Regions from separate parts of the Sus scrofa genome. Here region 1 is linked to region 2. A link is a contact called in public Hi-C data. All regions are on one chromosome and are shown on one strand. The core of a region is the stretch at or near the end of the contact, and the rest is flanking DNA. Distances in the headings are between cores, read along the strand shown. Region 1 overlaps GABRB1 (gamma-aminobutyric acid receptor subunit beta-1). Region 2 overlaps GABRA4 (gamma-aminobutyric acid receptor subunit alpha-4).

Region 1 (5,699 bases), core at 14-2,513, 310 kb before region 2:
AATGTGACTGTGGTGACTGCATTGATCACATCAATGGCAGCAATGAAAGTCCTGTTCAAGGCTGCAGTTCATTTAAATCAGCTGCATATAAGCATGACCTAGAATAGATTCACTTGATTAGAACTAAGGGAGCAGGCAGGCAGTTGAGTAGAGTATGGGAACTAAAACATGATATATTTTTTAAAAGTGATTTTTTTTTCATTATAGCTGGTTTACAGTGTTCTGTCAGTTTTCCACTGTACAGCAAAGTGACCCAGTCACACACACATATTACATTCTTTTTCTCACATTATCCTCCATCATGCTCCATCATAAGTGATTAGATATAGTTCCTAGTGCTATACAGCAGGATGTCATTGCTTATCCATTCCAAAGGCAATAGTTTGCATCTCTTAACCCCAGACTCCCAGTCTATCCCACTCCCTCTGTCTCCCCCTTGGCAACTGCAAGTCTGTTCTCCAAGTCCAATGGTTTTCTGTGGAAAGGTTCATTTGTGCCATATATTAGATTCCAGATATAAGTGATATCATATGGTATTTTTAAGACATGATATTGATTGTTTCTGTGTAATTGGTTAGAATAGAAATTTACTGAAGTGATAATTCTGAGCTTAGAGACAAGAGATCTAGACATTATGGTGCACTGGCCTATCACTCATTTCCAATGTAAAAAGACACTTTCTGAGAAGAATGGAACTGTTTATTATATATATCTATATATCTATATTCCTAGTGGATTTATAGAAAGTTGCATGTTATTTTGTGCACATAAAATATGTTAAATATTGTGACTCATTAGTAAATCAAATTTTGATTAATAAACTATCATTCTTTTGAATTCTGAATTTTTAAACTTCTTTTGTGATATATATATATATGTATCTTTGTTGTCACTTTGTGATTTTCCTAGAAAAGTTATTACATCTAGTAAATTTCTTTTGTTTTCATTTTCTCAAGTCATTATTTTCTCCGTGGTGGTCATAATTGCCACTTTTATTGTCAATATCTAACTTTGCATTTTAGAGCAACATGCTCATGGCTTTTGATTTCTGGGTTAAAGAACGAATATATTTAAATATAAAATGATAGGCACATAACCTAAACTTAACTACGGTTACGTCGAGACAGAATTATGCTGTTCAGAAAATATCACAAGCCCCTAGAACTGTTATCTTGGCTGTGTCTGCACGCTTCTGAACTGATTAACAATTCTAATCAGTTCTGGAAAGTTGAACATCCATCTGTTTTCTGATGGTTTCATGTATATTAACTTTCATTACTTATAACTGTATGATATCACTGTACATGGCACTCTATCAACAGGAATATGATAGCACACACGGCAAGAAAATGAGTTCTTTTAACTGAATGGGATACGGACATGCGAGAATAAAGAGATATATCTAGAGTGCTGCTTTTCATCCTCTAACTATACTTTCACCCATTAAAAAATTGTCATCTACATCATGTACAGGTTGTTAGTTTAAACAGCCTTTTCAGAAACCTCACAGGAGCTGGCTCCATCCTGTCTCATTTTGTTCAGCACACTATTTTAATTGCGTGTCTTGCTGATAGAAAGGGCAGGCACCAGAGTGAGGTGTGAGATTGAGGAAAGCAAGCGCTGCCACTTATTATCTTCGTAATAGCAGTGCTTTAGACCTGATCTATTTTTAAACAGACTGTTGCTCTCTTGTAGAGGTGTCAAGGAAGGGAGTAAAGAGTCTTCTTTTCTTTCCCAATTAGGATGAACCAGTCAAGAGGTCAGAGCATGGATTTTCACCAGTCTTATTTTTTTAGATGCTTAGATTTTCTTGATTTGTAGAAAGCTATTTAACTAGATGGTCCCTTGCCCTCCTCTGCCCTCGGTTCCCAAATAGAGGAGAGGAGACACTCCTTACCAATCTTTCTCTCCCCTCACCCTTGTCCTCCACACAGCCCTCTACTTCCAGTGCATGTAGCCGATGGGAGAACCTGGCAGAAGATGAGAAGTAGGGAGCATAAAGAGGTCAAGTGTTATCTCTTTTCCCTATGTTGTCTCACACTGGGTATGATCCTCAACAAAATGTCACAGATCTTCTGTCTATAGCTCTGCAACTACTGCCAACGGGGTCAACAGTTGATTGGAACCTCCTCTTTCAAACCTGGTCTATTTTATTATGGATACAAATATGTGAAATAACTCAAAATCATTTTTAGCATATAATTAGCATGGTGCCTAGAGCCAGATGGTGGGATTTCTAATTCCTGCCTCCCTTCCCCTTTAGTTGTGATCTTTGAGCAATTGTATCACTCAGGGTTCCATTGGGAAAGAGGTACTCCCTCAAAGTAGAATAATTTGAGGAGAATTTCATAAAGGGACCAATTTTAAAATTGTAAGCAGCTTGTAAGGAAACTGTGAGGGATTGTTTAGTATGCTAGACCTAGTAACAGAGGAGCTCTTACTCTCTTTAAACCTGAAAGGAAGAGGGCAAGAGTTGGTTCCTTGAACCAGGAAAGATAAAGCTGTGTAGACAGGGCTACAGACAGAGGATCTGTGACATTTTGTTGAGGAACATAGCCAGTGTGGGAAAACAGAGGAGAAGGAGATAACACTTGACCTCTCCCTGTTCCCTGTTTCTCATTTCTTGCCAGGTTCTCCTATTGGCCACATCCAACTTGAAGATTGCCCACACAGGTCAGCTTCCTGAGGCAGAAAGCAGGTAGAAAAAAGTGAAAAGTATATTTGGAAGGGCAAAAGGAAGATTATCTGAAACAGCGAGTGATTTAATCTGTGAATCATGTTCTCTGCTTCTGTAAAGTGGGGCTAACTATAGTACCTACATTGTAGAGTGTAGGGAGAACTAAATAAAATACTAAGAGTAGAGTATGTGCTACAGTTCCTAGAGCAAAGCAAGCAAGCACTGAATGCACACTAGCATTGTTATTCTTTGGGAATTTTTTTTTACTGCCAAAGTGGTCAGTAGTTGACTGGAATGTACTCTTTCAAGCCTGTTCTATTTTATTATGGATATAAATATGTGAAATAATAGTTAATACAGTTAATTATAAATTACGAGTCCACTGTGAGTCCTTAAAAAACATCTTCAAACTATGCTCCTTCCATCCTTTCACTTCATACATTATCAAGTTCTATTTCATCTGCATCCTCACTCTGACTTAACTCAAGCCTCCATCATCTCTGCATTGGATTATTACATCCACTTCTCAACTGGCCAGCTAGGCTTCTGGCTTCCCATTCCCCAATCCATTCCTACAGTATCAATACTTTTAAACTGGACCTTAGGATAAACTGACACCCATCTCAGTAAAGGTCGAAGTTGTTTGATGATCAGTGTCTTTTCTTTCTCTTCTGACCCAATCTCTGGCTATGTGTTGATTACATTGCATCTTCAGTAACAAACCATCCAGCAATCCCCTAATACATCATCCTATTCCAGGGGTTCTCAGAGTGTTGTCCCAAACTGGCAGCATCAAAATCAACTACAAAGTGTTAGAATGGTAAATTCTTGGGCTCTATCTGAAACCTATTAAACCAGGAACTCTGGAGAAGAGGCCAGCAAGCTGTGTTTTAACAAGTTGCTCAAGTGGTCTGGTAAACACACAGATTTGAGATGTGCTGCCATGCCTCTTGGTCTCAGAAATGTCCATTCTGCTTACTTTCATGCCCAAAACTTATTTTGGGCATCAAAGACTTCAGAATTGACTTGCTGATTGATTGGTAACAAATTAATTTTCATTTCCCTGAACTGAAATAATTATTTGTTCAGATAATGCCCATATTTGAAACGAACAAACCTAACTCTTATGGTAACTTTTTAAGAAAATAGTTTTGTACAAATATTTATTCAGAAGGGTTGATATATTTGCTAGGAGAAAGGACAGGGTTTTTATATAATCAGGTTTCTTCTGAAAATATGCCAGACAATGATGAATAACTACTTCTTCTCCTACTAATAACAGTTAATGGTTTAAACTCTATTTAATTGGCCTCATTTTATAGATGAATAAACTGCCGCTCAAAAGGGTTATGTAACTCGTAATCAGAATTACGAATCTAACAAGCAGCAGAGCTAGGATTTGAACTCAGGTATATTTGACCTCCAATATCAGATATTTAAACATCATATTATCTTTGAAGTATAGAGAAAGCAATTGCCTCTATTTTCTGTCAAGCCTTCCCTTTTTAATTCAAGCAAAGTAGAAAGAAGTTGATTCTCTTGCAGGCAATGGAGTATAATTCCATTTGGTCTCTAGGCAAATGACAGACATGTTATGATGTGGTCGAGTGTCAGTTCTCTTCCATAGTCTCATGGAAAATTAGTTCTTTCAAACTGATTACATACAAGGCTTGATATAAAAGATGATAAAATGAGAGATTTTATGTGTGACTTATCCTTGCGTACAACTCAAGGATTCACTTGTAGAATCCTTCAATTGTAGAGTGAGAAGGATTCAAGGTTATCTATAAAATAATGTTTCTTCCAGATTCTTGCATTTCAATGTGCTTCTGTAAAGGGAAGAGGGAGAGGTTGGTGATATAGTTATTGGGCAAGGTATTGTGCAAATATTACAGCCAATTTGTGGGAGTGGCAACATCATACTTCATGTGCATTGCAACATGGAGAAACTGTCAGGTGTGACTTTATAGAACTGGTGAGTATATAATCAGGTGGGGATAAGGGGGTTGTTGAGAAAGCCTCTCCCAAATTTATTTCTCACTAGAGACAGGAAAATTCTATGATAATGGATCCTCTGGTGAAGAAATGGCAGGACTCAAAACTTCTTGATCATGGGCCCCAGACAAAACTAGGAGAGAAAATGATCTAGCACATTTGCAAAATAACTACCTCAATGTTTCAACACTTTCCTTTTTTCTAAAATAAGATGTCCTCTATTGTCCCTGCAATAGCCTCTATTTTTATCTATAAGCACTATTAGCTCATTTACTACTCTGGTCTCAATGAAGTCAGAGAGAGTGTTCATTTTATGGATCCCATTAATGGGTAGGACCAGTATCTTCAATAAAGTATGCAATTACCAGTCCATTACCTATTTTACTAGAGAAATTTCATTACAACATTTTTTTGGGAATACTTGACTATTAGAGCCTTTTCTTTATACGCCAGAGAATTGTGTCTCAAAAATGTGATGTACTTCATACAGATTACCTTCATGATTTATTTAATGTTTTATTTAATCATCTTAATTTCATCCTTGCAAGAGTAATGGGATCCATCAAATGAAACAAGGTAGGGTGGGTAGTCTTCAAGATACTATCTCTTAAAGTATATAATTGATCATTTGAGGGGCACAATTTGTAAATAAGACTAAAGAAATGGAATTAGGTGGTAAGAGACATTGCATGCCCCCCAAAACAACAATACTCATGAAGATGAGCAGTTTAATTATTACAATTACTCCCTGGAGATAATTTTTTCTTTGGCCATGCCTGTGGCATGTGGAAGTTCCTAGGCCAGCCATTGAACCTGTGCCATAGCTGTAATCAGAGACACAGCAGTGACACCACTGGGTCCTTACCTGGCTGAGCCACCAGGGAACTCAGAGAGATATTTTTAATAATAGAAAAAGCCATGTTTTCAAAGTCATCTTCTTGTTGTACCATTTCAGATTTTTTTCAACTGATAATCAAGTTATTTCCTACATAAATTCATTTATTTCTGCTTTAATTAGAACTCATGT
Region 2 (5,585 bases), core at 143-2,642:
AAGGGACTTTCTGTTAAGGACAAAAAATTAATCAGAAACTCATTCCAAAGCTTAATTTCAGTGTTCAATTTTTTTCACAATTCATCAAGCTGACAGTAAAAGTTGCTCCATTGCTCTTTTTGACTGATCATTGTAACTGTTCCCTTCTAATTATTCCGCCAAGCAGACCAAAAAGAGCCTGTGAAGCCTGGCTCCCAGGGTTTTTGAGGCATCAATGAATATGGCAAAAATTGTGTTGTGCCAGAAAACATTTTTGAAGATGGCTGCAATAAGAACTCTTGCCACTGGCCATCCATCCCACGTGCATTTCTCACAATGTGTGGTGGACAAATGTTCCTTCACGCTTGAACCTGGGTGGACCTGTGACCACAGGAGAAGTGTTGCTTTATGACTGTGAGGCTGCATCTCTTAAAATTGCTTTCTTGGACTCAGCCACCATACTGTAAGGAAGCCCACGGTGCATAGAGAGACCACAGGAGGGTATGCTGGCTGACAGTCCCAGCATCAGTGGCAGGTATGTGAGTGAGATGCCTCCAGTACCAGCTGCTTTGACTGAAACCATGTGAGGGATGCTGAATGAATGAGATCTGCCTAGCTGAGTCCAGCTAACCTCCAAACCCATAAAGGAAGGTGTTAACCTGATTGCTGTTGCTTAAAGCCATGATCCTTTGGGGTGATTTATTATGCAGCACTAGGTAGCTGGAACATACGTGCTTTTAAGTCTGACATGCTCAAGTTAAAATATTGACTCTACCCACCACTAGTGGAATGATGTCAGCCAAGATTTCAAATTTCTCTAATTCTCTTTGTTCATCTTACAGATGTTTAATCTGGAATACTGCAGGTGCTCAATAAATATAAGTTTCTCCATTTTGTCCCTGCCTCCCATCCTCCCCTCCTCCCTTCTTTCTTTCCTTCCTTCACTCCTTCCATCTTGCCTTTCTTGCATGCTTTCTCCTTCCCTTTCTTTCCTCCCATGTAAATTCAACACAGTACAGCTGCTTTTGCGGTAGGCCATTTTAAACTGGAATAAACTGGAATATATTAGTGCCAGGTGTGGATTTAATTGGACCCTTACTTAAAAACGCAAGCAGACAGAATTCAGGATGCTTTATTTTCCGGTGAAAACTGCTGAATCACTGGTTCCAAAATGGGCACGAAATACGCCCAGACCCTCCACAGACAGTGTGTGTGGTGCAATTGAGTGCCTTGGGGGAGTAGGGTAAACACATTTTTTAAAAAAGGCGTGTTTCCATCAGTCCACAGTGAACGTTATCTGAATTCAGTTTAGGCGAAGAATAATCTTCAAAAGCTAGATAAAGGAAATGAAGGCATGAGCAACATGTTATTTGTAGGAATGACATACATTATCTCCTTGGCAACTGCAGGGTGGCATGCAATTTGGCAATCTGTGTTGTGTCATCTCGGATGCCTGGAAGTCACTGTTTCCTATGGAAACAAAAGAAGGAACAACATGAGAAAAAGAGTTCTGATTTTTGTACGCTGGGAAAGTATTTTAAAACCCAGGGACCAGCAGGCTTCCACAGCATCGCTAGAACTCGAAATGGCATTAAATTTTCATTTATTAATTCCACCATGCTTTCGAATATGGATGAGATCCAAATTTTCTTTGGCCCTGCTGAGCTTTTTATTCATTCTTTGGGTTCACATGGTGATCCAGACTTTGTGTAGAGCTTTCAATGCCGTGGTGTGTAGTAGGTCTTTCATAAACATGAGGGTCTCAGCATACACGCATTCATTTATTCATTCAACAAATACTTGTTGTCTAATTTGTGCCAGGCATTGTGCTAAGTATTGAGGCTGTGTAGATTGCTTGCTTTACATTTTACCATCATCCTGTTATATCCAGGGGATATTGTGGTGTTTCTTTATTTGAAGTAAATCAATAAGTTAAAAAGCATTCATTTAGCTCCAACCTGGAAAGCCTATTATAGAGGAGCTAAGAGATGTCAAAAGTGAAGCATACAGCTACGCAATACTAGATGGCATAGAATAGTTCTCATCATGGCTTTTCTTTGGTCAGTGATTTCAGTGAAATTCCCTCGGTATAGTCACCTTGTTTTCATCACCAGTTTCCAAGTGAATGGCTCCAAAATATTTATGATAGTGACTCACACTCAATATAACGTCTTTCGAGAGGTAATTTGATGAAATCGAATGTCTTAAATGAAGGACATTCCGATTGCAATGTAGCTAGAGTCTAAAAGTTTCCACTTGGATGAAAGTCAAAGAAGTATCCAACATTATAGAATGCTACAAAGGCAGCCTACACCTTTGCAGTGGAACTGAGTGATCATAGCAGGAGAATGATCAAAAGCATTAAAGCATGGCAGTAGTGTTGCCAGGATCACCAATGGGCTCCTGAGAATTCTGGCACAGTCATGCTGGAGACAAGGTCTTGAGATTCACTGAGAGACCACCGTTCAAGTAGTCAGTTCTTTCCAAGGATGATCTTGCCTTTTATGAATCTGTTTGGTGTTTCCAAAGCATTGCCTTACTCTGCTTATTCTATATCCATTTCCAGCCCCATCATGGCAGAAAGTGAGGCTAAGATGTTCATCCACATCTCGAGACCTATTAAGAATGACCTTGGAGGGAGTTCCTGTCGTGGTGCAGTGGTTAACGAATCCGACTAGGAACCATGAGGTTGCGGGTTCGGTCCCTGCCCTTGCTCAGTGGGTTAACGATCCAGCGTTGCCGTGAGCTGTGGTGTAGGTTGCAGACGCGGCTCGGATCCCGCGTTGCTGTGGCTCTGGTGTAGGCTGGTGGCTACAGCTCCGATTCGACCCCTAGCCTGGGAACCTCCATATGCCGAGGGAGCGGCCCAAGAAATAGCAAAAAGACAAAAAAAAAAAAAAAAAAAAAAAGAATGACCGTGGGGGCAGACAAGCTAATGGCCACAGAAGAGCCTCACAAAGAAAGCCTGTCAGGCTGACAATTCTCAGTAGTGACTTCAGGTGTTCTTCTAGCTGTATGGCTAATTTTGTAATTCCAGTATTAAAATTAACAACCAGATTTCATTTCCTGGATTTTTTTTCCCTGCTAGGGTATTATTTTACTATGTCCTCTCTAAGAGCAATATTTTAGCTTAGAATTTTCTTGGGTTTGTGGATATATTCATGGAAGATTTAAATAGCATTGCAGCTGTACAGAAAAGCTGTTCTCGTGTGTGCTTTGAAAATCAGCTTTTCAATAACTGATAGCTTTAGAACTGTGATTGAGAGGAAAAATCCAGTCCTTGTTAAACAAGCTATTTCAGCCGCTGGCTCCATGTTTCAAGCAGTCTGAAGACAGAGAGGCACATATGTCTCATCACTTTGCTCCTGGAGAGGCAGGTGGGTACCCATAGCCTTCAGGTTGTAGCAGAGGCCAAGGGGAAGGTGAGGTTTGACCCAGGAGGTGACTGTCTTCTCTCATTCTGTCTTACTTTTAAACAGGCAAATGTATGACATGAGAGAGGAAAGGCATTTAATTCTGGTTATCAGTTAATATTCCGGGATTGACTCATTAAACAGTCCATTAACTACTGTAGTGGCCCAGGAAGTACAATCTGGATGGAGTAAATGACAGTCATCTGGTTTTCAAGTGGATTTAAATGGGCTGCTTTTGGCTATATCGCTTTGCCAACTACTTATCTCTTGAGACACATTGTGTGAGATGCCTTTCTGCTGTTTTGAGTGTCCAGGAGGGAATGGTTTTGTTGTTGATTGATTTCAATACCATTCACACATCCCGCATTTATTATTTATTCATTTGACTTATTTTTATTGAATACTTCTTAGTGCTTGGTCCTGTGCTAGTCGGTGGGGAGAGGAAGAGAGGAAGACAGGGTTGCAGCCCTAAAGAAATTCACAGCACACAGCCAACATGCTGCATGCCAGGCCAGGAAGAAGCATAGGATGCTACAGGATGATGTCACAGTACTGCTTGGCAGCTCTGTTTGGGGGGGGAGATTCTGATAAGGCTGTAGGGGGAGTGTGGCAGGTGAAACTCAGAGGAAGTGATGGCTAAGTGTTATCACAGAAAGCATGGAAAAGAGGCAATGAAGATGGAAGAAAGGCAGTGAGAAGAGGATGTGCCAAGACCCAGAAACAAGACAATGTAGCTCATCCTTGTAGAACTAAATGAAGACATGCTGGCTAGAATCCAGGTGTTTTAATTGGGTTTCCTCAAAGTAGACTCTGTGGCAAGGATTTGTGTGCAAGCAATTTATACTTGAGGTGCTCCCAACAAGCACTGTGAGGAAAGTGAGATGGAAAGGAAGACGATCCAATAAAGGCTGACTAATGAGCAGATTTACCACTATGTTCTCATCCTGCCAGAGACTTTCCCAGAATATGTGTGAAACACACCTCAGAGCTGTCCTGTTGGGTGGCAGCGAAGCTGAGGTGCCTACTTATCAACTCATCTCTTGTTGATTATGTTTATTTAGGGGATGTGAACTTACTTCTACTTCTGGTCAAACCCTCTTCCCACTCCGGACAAGCTCCTATAGACAGAGAAACCCCTTAGGCAGAGAAGGGTAGTGAGTCATCAGCCTGTCTGGAGTGATGTCTGAGGAAACCAAATGAGTACAGACCCGGCACCCACAGCATATGCTTCACTAGCCTATCTGCTGTGGTTAAGAGGAGGGTTTGAGAATCAAGGGGAAAATATAGCTAGACTGGGAGGCAGAGCCTGACAAATAAATAGACACACAGTAAATATTCGATGACTAATCAAATGAATTAATATGTGAATGCCTGGATGAATCAATTAAAAGATTGGTATGCCCCTCGTACATGTCTTGCTGGATATATAGGTCTTCAGATTGGAGAAAAATTTGGGAAGTAGACATTGATTTTATGATACTGATTTTATGATATTGATATAAAGATGGTAATTCAAGCCGCTGGACAGGTTAATGTACCTGAAGATTGAGAAAACTGAGATGTCTGAGGGTTGGACCCCAGGGAAGGGAACATTTTAGGATTGGGCAGAGGAAGGGCATTCCATACAGGACTGAGAAAGGTAAGGGGAACATGATTAGATTGTGGAATTTGTAGAACTAATTTAAAGGAGGAAGAAGTAATGAGTAGTGACAGATGCTGCCAGCACAGATGTAAGATACGGATTTTTAAACATGCCTATTGGGGAGTTCCCATCATGGCTCACCTGACTAGTATTCCTGAGGATGCTGCTTCAATCCCTGGCCTTGCTCCATGTGTTAAGGATCTGGTGTTGCCACAAGTGGTGTAGGTTGCAATGTGGCTCGGATCTGGCATTTCTGTGGCTGTGGCATAGGCCAGAAGCTGCAGGTCTGATTCAACCCCTAGCCTGGAAACTTCCATATGCCGCAGGTGAGGCCCTAAAAAGAACAACAAAAAAAGAATTCTTAAAAAAAAAAAAAGTGCCTGTGGGTTAATCTACAAAGAGTTTCAAAGGAAAGATGGGAAGGGAAATAACATCACAGTGGATTGAAGAAGAAACAGGTGAAAAAACGGCAGACAGATGTTCCCTATCTGGCAGTAAAAGAAAGGGTAGTAGCTGGAGGCAGGTCAAAAGTTAAGGAGTTGTGGGAATTT

What was found. Hi-C and Micro-C count contacts between places; a contact is called where the count stands out from the background.
Region 1: a Hi-C map of fetal heart ventricle shows a contact between it and region 2, with 2.3 times the contacts expected there. The contact joins two enhancer-like sites. A contact is called at or near these places in 2 of 47 Hi-C or Micro-C datasets (fetal heart ventricle and heart right ventricle).

Annotation. Positions count from the first base shown.
Region 1 is chr8:37,201,610-37,207,308 of Sscrofa11.1, reverse strand. All of the region lies in intron 4 of GABRB1 (gamma-aminobutyric acid receptor subunit beta-1), which reads right to left. Among named protein-coding and RNA genes, the nearest start is that of COMMD8, 180 kb to the left of the region's middle. Within about 2 kb of position 1,263, at least 3 of the 83 cell types and tissues checked have an H3K27ac peak or open chromatin away from gene starts, as enhancers often do.
Region 2 is chr8:36,892,913-36,898,497 of Sscrofa11.1, reverse strand. All of the region lies in intron 8 of GABRA4 (gamma-aminobutyric acid receptor subunit alpha-4), which reads left to right. Among named protein-coding and RNA genes, the nearest start is that of GABRA4, 47 kb to the left of the region's middle. Within about 2 kb of position 1,392, at least 4 of the 83 cell types and tissues checked have an H3K27ac peak or open chromatin away from gene starts, as enhancers often do.